2 separate regions of the Mus musculus genome follow, and region 1 is linked to region 2. Evidence: chromatin contacts called from public promoter capture Hi-C data. All regions are on one chromosome and are shown on one strand. Each heading gives the region's core, a stretch centred on a gene start, on an enhancer-like site or on the middle of the called end of the contact. The rest is flanking DNA. Distances are from core to core; before and after follow the strand shown. Region 1 holds the start of 2310010J17Rik (RIKEN cDNA 2310010J17 gene). Region 2 holds the start of Prss23 (protease, serine 23).

Region 1 (7,159 bases), core at 4,575-7,074, 610 kb before region 2:
TAGTGCTCTAAGAAATACTCATTTCCTGGGATAGAAAATTATGTAAAAAGTCACTGAAACCTTAGCATACTCTAATCCTAGACTTGAGCTCAATGTCCAGTCTACCACTTCCTGGCTGAGAGCTTGTACAGAAACAAAGCCTCTCACATTAAGTTATTAAAAGCAAAATAGTAGTTAATAAATGTAAATGTCTCCAGCATACAATAAACCCAAAATATTCATCAAAAAAAGAAAATCAGTTAAGGTCATGGTGGCACATGCCCATAATCCTAGCACTTGAGAAGTACAGGCAGGAGGACTAGAAGGTTAAGGTCATCACCAGTTTACATTGTGAGCTTGAGGCTAGCCTGGTCTACCTGAGACCCTGTTTCAAAATAATAAGAATAAAAAAAACAAGGCATAAGCCCAAAAACTATCCACCAACTACATACAAATATATGAGAAATCCTTAGCATGACGACAAAAAAAATCCAGCAAATCACAACTCTAAATTTAATTTTTAATGCAAAAGTTTCGGTTCATGAACCCTACCACCCACCTAAAGGGTGGACAAATCCAGAATGAAACACATATCAAATGCACGACAGGATGTGTTTTTAAATAAATTCACTAGTCAAAACAAAGTGAACAATTCTTCATGAAAAGAACAATATACATAATGAACATAGAAAATTCTAAAAGGTCATACTCAAAATTCCAATTCTCTAAAGAAATATATAAAGCACTTCAACTAGGAACACAATGAAACAGAACACAAAGTAACGGAAATGCCGCTTTAACCACCAAAGGAGCAGGAGTCTAAGGACTCCTCCCCAAGAAACGTTTAGGCTTTATTTCTTGTTTGATTTCTAAAAACAAACAAACAAAAGTGAACTTAAGCACTTTGAAGCTAAATAAATGTGCAACTTTCTATGAATTATTGTAAACTTTCATTTTACTATTCTAAATAATGGTCAATATCAAAGTAAACACTTTTAAACTACAGCAAAACACTGGGCCTGGTGCCACAGGCCTATGGTCATAATACACAGAAAGCTAAGGCAGAATCAAGTTCAAGGTCTTGATACAGAGAAAATTCAAGACCATCCTGTCTCAAGAAAAAAAAGAAAGAAAGAAAAGAGCTGAGTATATAACTCAGTGGTAGAACATTTGCCCAGCATGTATAAGGCCCTAGACTCGATCCCTTTTATTGTAAATTAAATCAATTTTGATAACTAAAATTTTTACAAAGTATTTTCAGATATCAATGTATTTCATGAAAATGTTCTGCAAGCAGTCATGGAGGTACATGCTTGTCATCAATCCCATCTCAGGCAAGACTGTGGGTTCAAGGCCAACACAGGATACATAGTTTTCCAGGCCAACCTAAGCGTTCAAAACATGAGAAAATAGCCTAGTCACCATGAAGTGTTTCATTTCTCACCTTTAAACTAAAAGATGCTTTCCAAAATTATCCACATAAGAGAGATATACAGCAAACTTAAGAAAACATGATTGACCAACTATGTTTTTTGTTTTGTCTTGTTTTGTTGGTTTTTCAAGACAGGATTTCTCTGTATAGCCCTGGCTGTCCTGGAACTCACTCTGTAGACCAGGCTGGCCTTGAACTCAGAAATCCGCCTGCCTCTGCCTCCAGAGTGCTGGGATTAAAGGCGTGCCCAGCGTGACCAACTGTGTTATTAAAGCACTCCTTAAATATAATCACTTTTTAAAAAGCGTTTTAGAATTCATTTGGTTAACTACAAACAGAACAGCTCGCTACAAAGGATGAATGTCAGCTCTCTTCTTTTAATACAGGTAGTACAGTTGGCCCTCTGTTTACATGGGTCCCACAACATCAGATCAAAAACATCTCAATTACTCATTTTATTGTCATTGTTCCCTGGACAATACACTACAACTGTTTACAGAGCATTTACATCATACAGGTATAAAGTAATGTGGAAATGCTTTTAAGATATATGGGAGGGTGTGTAGATTGTGTGCTAACACTATACACTTTATACAAAGGATCTGAACAGCTATGGATCTGGGTGGGAAGATAGCTGTATCTGAAATTTTAAGGGTTGTGCTCTTCTATCTTGATTATAAATGGCCATTAGAAGCCTGAATTTAAATGAAAATCTGTCAAGTTTAACAGTAGGAACATTAAAATACTGTTACGCATTAATACTTATAAGCAAAAAGTCTTCAGTAAGCATTAAATGTAATATGAATTGACTCAAAATTTATGGACAATAATCACTTCCTAATATGGAAAAATCTTGTCAGAAGTACACAAAAGCCACTTCCACATGCTAAAGGATTGATGAGAGAGACAAATTACTAGGCATATTTTTGTTAAATGCTACCATTTTAAAGATGAAATTGTTTCTTACTCAGTTCAAAGAAGGAGACGTTAGTAGTTGAAGATATTAAAAGGCATAAGAAAACTAACTTTCAAAACTAAGAAAAATTCTTAAAGAGCCAAAAATTATTCAAAGGAGCAAAAATTACTTGAAATGATGCATTTCTCTATTACATATAGCCTGAGATTAACACCAAAACTTGTCTCTAGGTAACTTTTCAAAACATGCTGAAGTGTGAAGGGAGGGTTGGAACCCATTCATCAATGAGATTTTTCTAAAGTATTAGAGAAAAACAGCTTACAATAGAAGAAAAATAGTATCATTGTTCGTTTAAAAACCTCATTAAGAAAAAGACAAGAGGCACCTTATTTTTAATATTAAAAAACATATTAAACATATATTAAAAAACATTACCAAGTATACTCAAGCTCTACAAGTATGGGAGTTTGTAGACAGCAGAGAAAAAGTTAGGTTATCCTTAAATACCAACTAGTTCCAATCTATAATATTGACAAAGGTCACTAACTAGATAAAAACCACCTTTGCTTCTAACCTAAAAAAGGGAAAAAAGGAAGAAAAAAAAAAAAAGAACCAACAACCTATCTTCTACGTTCTCCCCCATTCTAGCAACACTTCTCGATAAGCATTGCTGCAGCTGGAGAAGCCCTTATAAAGAACATTTCAATGCTGTTTCTGCTGCGATTTACCACTTTGAGTTAAAGAACATTTCACAGATTACCAAGTATCTTCCGCCCCCTTCACACCAACAAAAACAAATGAAAACCCACAAACAGCACTGACACAAAAACAGTAGAGTAGGGTTTTGTACCACAGAACCAACCCAGCATTGTGGAGGGCTGAGGAAGAACTATGGTCTCTGTCCCAAGTTCAAGGCCAGCTTGGGCTACACAGACAAATTTGACACAAGTCTGGAATCGGAACCATGGAAAAAAGAATCCCATGGGTAGTCTTTCAAAAGAATGTAAACAAAAGCATCTCTCCAAGTATATATTTTTCAAAACCCATTTATAATTTATTCACAATCCCCTACAGAATGTTTATAGTGGAGTCACCATTTAAATATCCCTTCCACTTTCCTACATCGGGTCAGTTAAAAAGCAGCCTGTCTAAGTACCACAGCCAACCAAAGGATGGCTTCTATGAAACGTCCACAGCCAGGGAACAAATCGCAACGAATAATGGGTTTTGTCTGTGGCAACAACTTGTTCTAACAGCACTTCATGACCAGTGGGTCTTAGAATTCACACCGCCGTATTTTTTTTTTCTTCAAGTGCAAACCTCACAGCCAAAGTCCAAGTGAGAAACAAGATTCCTTACAGCGAATTCCCTTTCAGGACAAGCTCGCTCTTGCTTCACAGGGCAAAGCAACTTTCATGTATGATGAAAGTCAGTTTGGCTAATGTGTCCGGGAGTCATTTAAAAAGAGAATTTACTATCCTTGCTATATCCCTATTTTTTCCTGAAACATTCCACTGACTCAAGGACTGAGTGATCCACTGAGCTTTGTACCCTAGGGCAAAGGAGCAACAAGAAAAAGGAGGTGGTTTTACAGGTGGCTCCTAGGTTAGAAAGCAACTGGGAGGAGTCCGCTCTATTAACTGTACCTAAGTTTATGCTGGAGTTACATTATGCCGCTTAAGCAAGATAGTTATCCAAAATACAGCTAGCATAAATTAAAACGTTTCCAAACCTGATTATTTGTACTTAAATATATTGATCCATTTCGAACCGCTACACATCACACTCAAGCTTCTAAATTCAAACCACCAATGTTAACAGTTCCAGGAACTGATACCAAAACCAGCAAAGCCCTTATCCATATCCTCATATGGATTACAAAAGGGGGGGGGGGGTAGAACATGCACAACACACAACTTCAAAACTCAGACAATATAATGATGGCAAATAAAAATAGTAACTTCCCACAAAGCCTTCCCCACACCACACTGAATCCCTTTGTTTCTACTCCCCACAAGCGTAAATGGAATAAAAGCCGAGTAACTGGGCATAGTATTGAAAGAAGGAGGTGACAAGAAGTCAAAGGAACTTAACGGAAGCTAGAATGGCAAAGATGACCGAAAAGGTAGATAGAAAGGTAGAAAAGGAAACCACAAAGAAATGGGAGGAGGGGAAAAACACTTCAAGAGCTGAGAAGTGACAGAAATCTGGTCCCACCAAGCAGAGTTAGTACGGAAATACGAAAAAAAAAAAAAAAAAAAAAAAGAAAGGAAAGGGAATTTTAAAAAGCTAATGGAACAATGGGGCGGTGAGCCTGAGTCCTGGAGACATTAGCCGGGGAATCACTGAGCGGACGGCTGCTAGGAGGTACGGGACGGGTGGGATGGAAGGGCAAAAGGGGCTGCAGTAGCTGGGAGAGGAGTCTGAGTGAGGAGCTGGGTGGGAGGCAAGTTGGTGGAGCGCGATGGGCTTGGTGGTGCCGGGGGCTAGGAGGCGAGGGTCTCAGGGGATCTCTGGGGGCGCAATGGATTGTCACATTTTTTTTCTCTCTTTTGAGAGAAGAGCAGAGGCCGTTAAAGGCAGGTGTGATGGGAGCAGAAAAGAACACACAGCTCGACCAGGCACAGGAGCCATCGTGCAGATAAGACGCAGGGAGGGAAGAGGCAGCCCAAGAGAGAGAGGAGGACGATGGAGAGGGGTCGGGAGAGGATGCGGGGGGTCTTCACTCACAGTCCAGGTGCTTTTTCTTGGGGCCCATGATCTCGTGGGTCGTGGCCTTGCATACTGTCTTAGATACCGCGGAGCCAGTGACACTGTGCTGGGCCGCGGTGATTCGGTCCGTCAGGCTCTGGCCAGACATCTCTGCGGCTCGTCCGCCACCCCTTCCGCTCCGCAGCCGGCGGGGCCTGGGACCCCCAAGCGCCCGAGGGTCCCCACCCCCCACCGCACCCCCTACCCCCACCGGCTCCCCGCCCGCCTGCCGGCCTGGGGCGGGGCTCAGGGCCGCGCGCCGCCACCCGCTCCGAGAGCCCCGGCTCGCGTGTTCCCCCGGCGGGCTCCCACACCAAGTCGGGGCCACTCCCGGGTCCCGCGCCTCAGCCTCGGCCCACCCCTTCCCTGGTCAGCTGGAGCCCGACCGGGTAAGAGGGCCAGGCAGCTGCAGGAAAATGGCGGCGCCAGGCTCCTCCTCGGAGCTTTCCGGGCTGCCCCTAGGTCACGTGACTCGGGTTCCGCCCCCTGCTCGCTTCCTCCCGCCCCTTCTCCCTTCCCTTTCCTCTCCGGCGCGCCCCCCTCCCTCGCTCCGGCGAGGGAAGAGCGGGGCGGCGCCCGCGCGCTACGTGGTGGAACCCGCCCGGCGGGCGCAACAGGAGGCCCGCCCGCGGGGGACGGCGCGGCCCGCCGCGTCACGTGACGCGCCCTGCCAACAGGTCGCCCGAGGCAGGGCCCCGCGTGTCGTAGGGGGGCGGGGGGGAGGGGCGGCCCGCTGCGCCCCTCTTTCACCCCGGAGGCGAGGACGCCCGCCCTCGTGTCAGAGGCTGACGCCGTGGGCTTGACAAAGAGGTGAGGCAGCTGCTGCCTGTGCGTAGTTTTCACCCCGAACTGGAGGTGCCTGGGCTCCGGGGCTTCGCCTCGCTCAATTTGGCGCCGACCCCACGGCCCTCCTCCTGCCTTAAAGAAAACGGCTCCAGCCAGTCTCTTTCTGAGCCTACACACAGGCCTCTTCAAATGCACCCCGCTCTCCCTTTTAGTAACAGGGCTTTGGGGCTTTTTTTTTTTTTTTCACCCCCTCGTCTTCTTTGAGAGTGTTGGAAACGTCACCTAGTTTTGTTTATCTCGACTTACTAAGAGTCGCCACGTTCCTGCCAGTCTAAATTTAGATAGAAGCCAGCCCGGTATTCATTCTCTGCGGTGTCAAATACGACAGGAAACACATAGCTTCAGTGGAATTTGAAAAGGGAAGTAGTAGGGTGATGTCAACAGTGATTAACTTGACCCTACAAGGCTGACAACCAGCGAGATTAAAGGTCCACACCATAGAAGGAAGTGAGACAGCTCGGTAAAAGGAGAAGTCCCATTCAGAGTCAGACATCAGTACCTGCGATCTCCCCTGGTTTAGCCTTTCTTCCCTTTGGCCTCTTTTCTCCTCTTGTGTGAGCCAGATTTCCATGGAAAGATATTGACTCTGCCCTGTAGGCATTTTAGACCAGTATTACATCCCGAGACTTAGATCTATGAAATCCAGAAGATCTATGAACAAAGCCTTTTTAAATGTTACTAGTGCTCCACATTTAACTCAAGAGTTAGGGATAAATTTTAAATTCTCTGTGAATGTTAAGTTACCATCATGGTTCTATGTAATCTTGCTAGTTTCAAATGAGATTCGAGCGTACTCAAAATCTGTGTACACCATCTGCCAACCAAATCTAGAATATTGCGCTTAAATCTGTTAACTCTCAACGGATGAAAAGCTAATAGATGTTTAAAATTGTGTGTGGTATGAGGAATTCTGTGGTCTCTTCACATTCCCTTTCTATCTCACACGCCATTCTGAAGCACGGTGATTTTGGCAAGAACTCACAATTCTTATTAAGGCTGCAGGTTTCATTCTTGTCACACCAGCTTGAGAATTCACAAAACTGTAAAACTCCCTTTGGTGCATCTGCATTCCATTTGTAATTTGGTACCCTGTGTTTATCAGGCAGTGGAATGACCGGGAATTTTTGTTTGGTTGGTTTTTGTCTGTGGTGTGTACTCATGTATGCATGTTCACGTGACCCACATGTGTGTGCAAGTTTTAATCCATTATAATTTCTTTTATTCTCAAACTATTC
Region 2 (6,968 bases), core at 3,632-6,131:
TGACTGCAGGTGAGAAAGCAAGGACAGTGAGCAAGCAAGGTGTTTTACCGGAGGGCACACCTCTTTTATGGCTCAGAGAGGTTTCATCCCCCCACCCCCATCTGCTTCCTTATCTCTCATTCCAGCCTCCTTCTCATTCACTATGAAGAGCCGACAACGCCCACTCACTAAGCAAACTACTAGCTCCACATAACGCTTTGTGAGAGTCACCGAAATAGTAAGAAAGCACCTGGAAATGATTATTTCAATAATGTTTCAATCTTGCGTCAAAGCATAAACATCGTCGGTGTTTGTCGGTGGTGTGTGATATTTCAATATACACGTGTACTGTGGAGTGCTTTAGCCAGGAAACAGATCTCCTCTGAAGTAATCTAACTGATAGCTTCCAAACTGACTAGCTCAGCTCCTTATCGGAAGCACTAGAACAGGAGAGTCCCGGACGGACGCAGTGCGGACTCGCAGCTAAGGTATGAGACAGGCCAGCAGGAGCCTCAGCCGTGTGGTCTACTAGAGCAGAACTTGGGATCCTGACTGAAGACTCTAACCTCAGTGTCCTGACTGCAAAACGGAGGAAACAGTAATCCCTGAATTCTCAGTACAATTAGTGGGACCATTACGAGATAGACACCTCACGAAGTAAATTAATCTTACGGAGGGAATAGAATTTGTATTGTGAGGCTGCCTTGGGTATAGAAGTGAGCCAGCCATGTACGTTCTTGTATCACCACATGATGCCCAGTGACCTATTTTATTAGCACAGGCACGTCCATCGTAGATTTCTCAGCCACGAGACTCATGAGCCAAATAAGTTTCTGTTCTTTATAAAGTATCCAGTGCGTGGTGCTCTTTTTCAGCAGCATATGACAGACTAACATATCTCTCTTTTTCTCTTTTATCTTGAAGGTTACATGCAATAAAATATACCCCATGCCACCAAGCATAATGTGTTCATTAAAGGACGCACCCATAATCTTTACAGCCCAGCCCTAGCTCTGCTCCCTCAATCCTTGCAGATTCCTCAGTTATACAGTAGAAATGCTCTTCTCGTCATATGGCAGTGTGGTTCCACAGACTCAGTAAGATAATGTATATTAAAACCTTGCCCAGAATCTGGGGGTGTATGTATCCCAGTGGTAGAGCTTTAAGCCGGTGTGAGCAGGTGCTGTATCCGATCTCCAGCAATTCAAAGTGACAAAGGCAGTAAAATGAAACTCCCGGGCCTTTACCTTTTGAGTTCAATTCAAATCCCATTGCCTCGGGGAAGTCTTCAGACCTGGCATAATAAGAAGCAATGATTCTCTCCCATTTTCTAACTCATGTTTGTTCCTTGACCTAGACTATAATTCCCTTTACCTTGTGTCAGATTTTGTTTTATGACCATAGCTTTTAATGACCTGCACCAAAAGGGTCAGGGGCATTTGCGCAGCCCCAGAAATTTTCAACACAGTGGACAGACAGTAATCTCGCAGGCTTCACCCCGAGCGCACTTCTAACTCCTCAACTGCAGTGCACATAAAAAGGGTTGAGAAGGCAGTGAGGGGGCTGGGGTCCTTTCCCCCTGGGGGGAAGACAGACAAGTACAGAAAAAGAAAACAGCAGACATCTATGTGCGGCATGGGAACACCTGCTGTTTACACAGAACACATCTCTCAAAGGTCAAAGTACCCTACAGATCCATCATGTTGCTGTCCGTATGGCCGCCGTGCAGATGACCTAAGGGCCAAATTATTTTTCTATAACGAATCTAGGAAACATCTAAAGCCAGAGTCCTGTTTAAGCCCTGGACCCTCTGTACGTCTGTCTGTGCTGTTGTTTGTTTGTTAGCTGTTTGGGGAGAAGACGGTAACAACTGGAACTGGCCGAGAGAGGGAAGTGTTCTGAGGCCCGTCTGTGCCCCAGTTTTTCTTTATGATTGATGGAAGTAATATTTGTTCTTCCTGGCTCTACTTTGAAAACTACAACTGTTAAGAAAAATAAGCAATAACTGTCAAAAAAATGGACAGAGGTCTTGCTATATGAAAAGGCTTCAAAACACCGTCTCTTTGCACAGTGGAGTAGCCACAGCTCATGTTTATTACCTGTTCCCTGCACATAAAGAACTATTCTCAAGCACATTCTGCGTATTTATCTATTCAACCTTTAACGCAACCCCAGCAGCCCTGGTTGTATAGAAGGGGCTACTGAGGCAGGGAAAGGTTAGGACAAAAGCCACAATGCTAGTCAGGAGCAGATCCTGGCAGGGTACCACACAGAACTGTGGGATCTTATGACATAGAAACAGTAGCACTGGCACTGTACTATATAGTCTTGGACAAAATAGTTCTCAATGCTCAATGTGTTTATATGTAATGGTGAGAAGCCTACAAGGTCAAGATTGAGGATAGACATGATGTCAAAACAGAGGGACCAAGTCTTTCATGCCATTTTAGCCATTCCTGTAAAGTAACGGAGCCAATAGTTTAGTTAGCCCACATATCAAAGGAGCTCTGGTATTAACGCTGATAGGCAGCTAACAACACATCACATGGCCGTGTGGCCTCTAAAGCAAGCAGTTATTTACTTAACTAAGAGCAGATGAAGCTGGAGGGTTTATCTGGGTTTTTCTTTGGTAATAATTCTTGTGCCTTTGTCATTTCTGTGACCTCTTGAACTGCACTAGGTTTTAGTTGGTGTAGTCATAAAGAGTTCCAAGTCCATAAATATAGCTCGATTGGGAGCTATAAACCCTGGGAGACCCGTAATTTAATTTGTTTTACTTGTGTGATCTCAAAGAATCACTCTAAGCATGTTCTGGATCATTGAGATAACCATCAGTACTACTTTTCTATTGCTGTGATAATACCACATGGCCAAGGCAACTTAGAGAAGAGTTTATTCCAGCTTACAGTGTGAGAGGGTCAGAGTCCATGGAGGCAAGACATGGCAAGCAGGAGGCTGAGAGCTCAGACCTTAAATCCCAAGCACAAAACAGAGAAGGTGAACTGGGAATGGTGCCAGCCTCTGAAACCTCAAAGCCCACCCCCAGTGACACACTTCCTGAGTCGAGGCCACACCTCCCAAGCCTACCTAAACACCACCACCAACTGGGGACCAAGTATTTTAAATGCCAGAGACTATGGGAAACATCTCATTCAAATCACCAAGAGTTAATCTGGTTTTTATGTGCTAAGCTTTGGCCCTAGGAAATTACCACTTTCACAGTTATGTTAACAAGAAAGAGAGCTGGGAAGAACAAGAAGTGAGAGAACAGAGTGTTTTAGGGCCTTGCACAGACCACAGGAGTGGAAGCACTGTGGAGAACTGACTGAGAGAAACCCTAAATTTTACTGTTCCGGAAGAGAATCTTTGTATTCGATCAGTTTGAGTTTTATTCTTGAGTTGTTCAAACGTTTAAGTTTTCACCTAGCTTTATGTATACACTCACATTAATGGATTGTTTAAAAAGAAAATGTAAGCTAAGACAGGGGAGGTCTAAGAAGGTTTTGCCTTTAACGTGGTGGACAATACTAGTTTCCTTTATGTTTGAGAAACACTACTCAACAATGTGTTCAGGGCTTTCCTATTTAAAGGCAAGGCAAACACTAGCTCACTGGACATGTCACTAACATCCTGGTGTGGAATAGGATGTCAGGCCCTCCCTTTCTGAGGGCAAGCTTTGACAGGAAAAAAGGAAGGCTACTCTGGGATTGACAGGAGAAAAAAGAAGGAGGAGGAAGAGGAGGAGGAGGAGGAGGAGGAGGAGGAGGAAGAGGAGGAGGAGGAGGAGCAGGAGGAGGAGGAGAAGGAGGAGAAGGAGGGAGAGGAGGAGGAGGAGGAGGAGGGAGAGGAGGAGGAGGGAGAGGAGGAGGAGGAGGAGGAGGAGGAGGAGGAGGAGGAGGAGGAGGAGAGAAGAAAACGACCTCTGCAAAATTTTGTCCTACTGTTCAGGAGCTGTCTGACTGCTAGCAAGATTAGGCCTCTCCAGTCCTCCAGTCCTGAGGGGAAATCCACAGCTCCACCCTTTTCATCTCCATGACCTGCATGAAGGGTTGGTTCACAGAAATGGATGTGTGGATAGTCTTAAGAGACTACTAAGACTATATAGCATTAGATATTTAAATAGTGAGGTCACCAGGCTGACTCAGTCCCCCAGGTGTGGACTTCTCCAGTGATTTAGGGAAACAGGCACCATAAGCTAGGAGGTGGCTCCACCAGCTGGTGCCCTGGTGCCCCAGTAAAGACCAGGCCGGGGGCGTCACCAGTCAACCCCTGGGAAGCTGCCAAGTCCGCGATCCCTTGCTGTGCTCTGGGACCCAGTATGCTAGCAGCTGAACTGCAGGGCCTGCAACCTCGGTAGCCTGCCTCTGGATTACAAACTGAGGTACACTCTAGAAGCGCTAGAGGAGGAACTAAGGTGGAAAGGAGCTCGGTCGTCACTATTCAAGGCGCACAGAATGCGCACGGGTGAGGAGCTTACAAGTTTGAATTCTGCTTTGCAAACTTGCCTAGCGGCGCTCCACGCACCCGGGGTGCTGGAGGACTGGAAGGTTGGAAGGGACCGCCCACTCTGGAGCATTGCTTTAGCAGACTCTGGGCAATGTAGACCCCTAGAACTTGGTGTGAAGTTGTCTAGAGCGGGAGAGTGCAAGAGTCACTGGTAGGAGCCGTTCATCGGACACGGTGCAGGGGCATCGAGTACGGGGACCCGCTGGTGGTGACGCGCTGCGGAGACCCACCTGCGCGGGGCCCGAGGGTTCTGGACCTCTGAATAGCAGGGTGACGCTGGCTGGAGGCAGGCGGCTAGGGGAAGGGGAGGCGACGGCCGGCGGGCTGCGCGGCTCGCGGCTGGGGGCGGGGCGGGAGGGCCCGGGAGGCGAAGGGGAGGGGATGGGGGGCGGACCGGGTGCTGCAGGCTCTGCTGGACCTCAGGCTCGCACTCGGCCACTCTGCGGAGCAGGCATGGGAGCCGCGCGCGTCCTCCGGGCGCCCACACCTGTCTGAGCGGCGCACGGCCGCGGCCCCGGCGGGCTGCTCCACGCGGGTGAGTGCGATGCGGGGACCCGGCGTCTCCCGCTGGGTCCGAAGGACCAGGCGTGTGCCGGAGCCGGACAAAGAGTCGGGTGCGCGCGGGGTGGGGTGGCTGCGGGTAACACCGGGGAGTTTGCCGTGGCTTCCGCACAGACTCTGGGCTTAGGACAAGAGCCTGAAAGAGCCTCCCTCCCCGGACACCGGCTCTGTACAGCGTTTGGATTCACTCAGTGTCTCTCTTAAAGTGGATGGGGAAAAGAAGGTTTTGAAAGCGCTGTCTTGGATGCAAGGTGTTGTCTAGGGGTCAAGTGGAGCTGTGTATGGCAAGGTGTCCCTGGAGAGGTCAAGGTAGGCTCTCCCCCACGAACACACACTGTAACCTCTACCATTTTCTTTCTTTGAGTTTTGCGCCTACTGTATCTGACTTCATCGTGCTCTGAGCATTAATTTTTAACCTGGCACGTGACTATGAACACACCTTAACAAGCAAGAAAAAGTCAGCAAACACAAGTTGGGATCAGGCTCTGTGCTGGGTGCCGACTTTGCTCTGAGTGCTAAATCTAGAAAATTATGCCTGGGCTATCAACAGTTGTTGGAAGCAAATATTTCTTCAGCATGTAGCCATTTATCACAAATTGCTAACTGAAAGAAAAGATTTGCCCTCCCCTAGAACTTTTAAGAGAGGAAGATGTGTTTAGATGGAGCAATACCACCCCCTCCTGAAATGGAGCCGATTCTCCCTCCCACCTCCCTCAGAGCATCCCTTGAGAAAAGCCTCTGATTAAAATCCTGTTTGTTTTATTGTCCATTGGGTGACATCCACGAGAATTTAGAAACAGCCCGTAGCCTGTGGAAAGTTCCAGATGATTCAGGATCTCGGTTAGTATAGAAATTGCTACTCCCAGGTCTTGTAAGTGAACTTGAGAGGTCCTAGCGAATGCCTTAAGGACAGATAGGTCAATACAAAATAGCCTTATCAGGCTCTGTGAGAAGAGTTTGATTTATAGTTGAAGTTAGGTTTTTCCAAAATCCCTATTGCAAATTAGTATCAGGATATTGTTAGACATTGTTTCGGGGGGGGAAAGTGTTTAAAAGAACTATTACCTGTCTTTCTAGGAGTCTCCTAGGAGTGAGGTACAGTAGTGCATGCCTGTGAATCCTAACACTTCGAAGGCTGGGGAAGGCCAGTGAACTTGAGGCTAGCCTGTGTTATTCAGTGAACATTTTTAAAGAGTCTCTTAGAACTGGATTGGGGACGGGATAAAGAGACCGAGGATTCTTTTGAAGGCACTACATTCATTTTTTTTCTGAGTGTGCCATAAATATATGAATAAATCTTCACTTGTATTTTCCATTATTATAAACAGGCAGTAGGCAGCTTGTCATGCTTTCTCTGACCTTGGAAGGAAGCAGTCTTCCAAGGTAATTAATATGGATTTCATTTCTGTCTCACTGATGACTATTCAGGTAGACAGTGGATGTAGGTATATTTTTCTGCCTGTGGCCTAAGTGCCAAAGTTCCCATTAGTGTGTCTGAGAACATTGTTGGCCCAGGTCTGCTGTGCTAATAGTCTCAGGTTCTCCTGAGCATCCCTCCCATGGATGTTTTAGGAGTTAATGCACCGGGCATTATTCATGCATAATTCCAAATAACTCCAGGGATTTCGTTTCTCATGGTCTCACCATTGACAGCACTCTGTAATTGCTCTGCTGCTAGGCTGTCTTGGGATTACTAGGATGGCTCATTTTGCCTAAAACCTGATAGAGAAGTTAAGCTCTGTGTGACCATGAGATTGTACTTGATTTGCTGGGCTTCTTAAGTCCCCTCCCGTTTCCTTACAAGACCATCATTCTTAAGCCATACTGTGACTGGGTCTGTCTTGCCTTAAGGGGTTATGTGATTCTGGAAAATGAGAGCAAGCTTGGCTTCAGTGTATTCACAGAGCTTTGTTCATTTGTAG

What was found. Promoter capture Hi-C pulls out the DNA fragments that hold promoters and counts their contacts.
Region 1: a promoter capture Hi-C map of cranial neural crest shows a contact between it and region 2. The contact joins the promoter of 2310010J17Rik here to the promoter of Prss23 in region 2. A contact is called at or near these places in 4 of 39 promoter capture datasets (cranial neural crest, embryonic stem cells, hippocampal neurons and 1 more) and 1 of 115 datasets of contacts at active chromatin or transcription factors (large pre-B cells).

The regions. Positions count from the first base shown.
Region 1 is chr7:90,128,601-90,135,759 of GRCm38.p6, reverse strand. It overlaps 2310010J17Rik (RIKEN cDNA 2310010J17 gene), which reads left to right and starts at 5,824. Exons shown (of 3, transcript NR_046007.1): 1 at 5,824-5,888. It overlaps Picalm (phosphatidylinositol binding clathrin assembly protein), which reads right to left and starts at 5,547. Exons shown (of 20, transcript NM_001360867.1): 1 at 5,058-5,547. The coding sequence starts at 5,187.
Region 2 is chr7:89,515,499-89,522,466 of GRCm38.p6, reverse strand. It overlaps Prss23 (protease, serine 23), which reads left to right and starts at 4,881. Exons shown (of 2, transcript NM_029614.4): 1 at 4,881-5,020.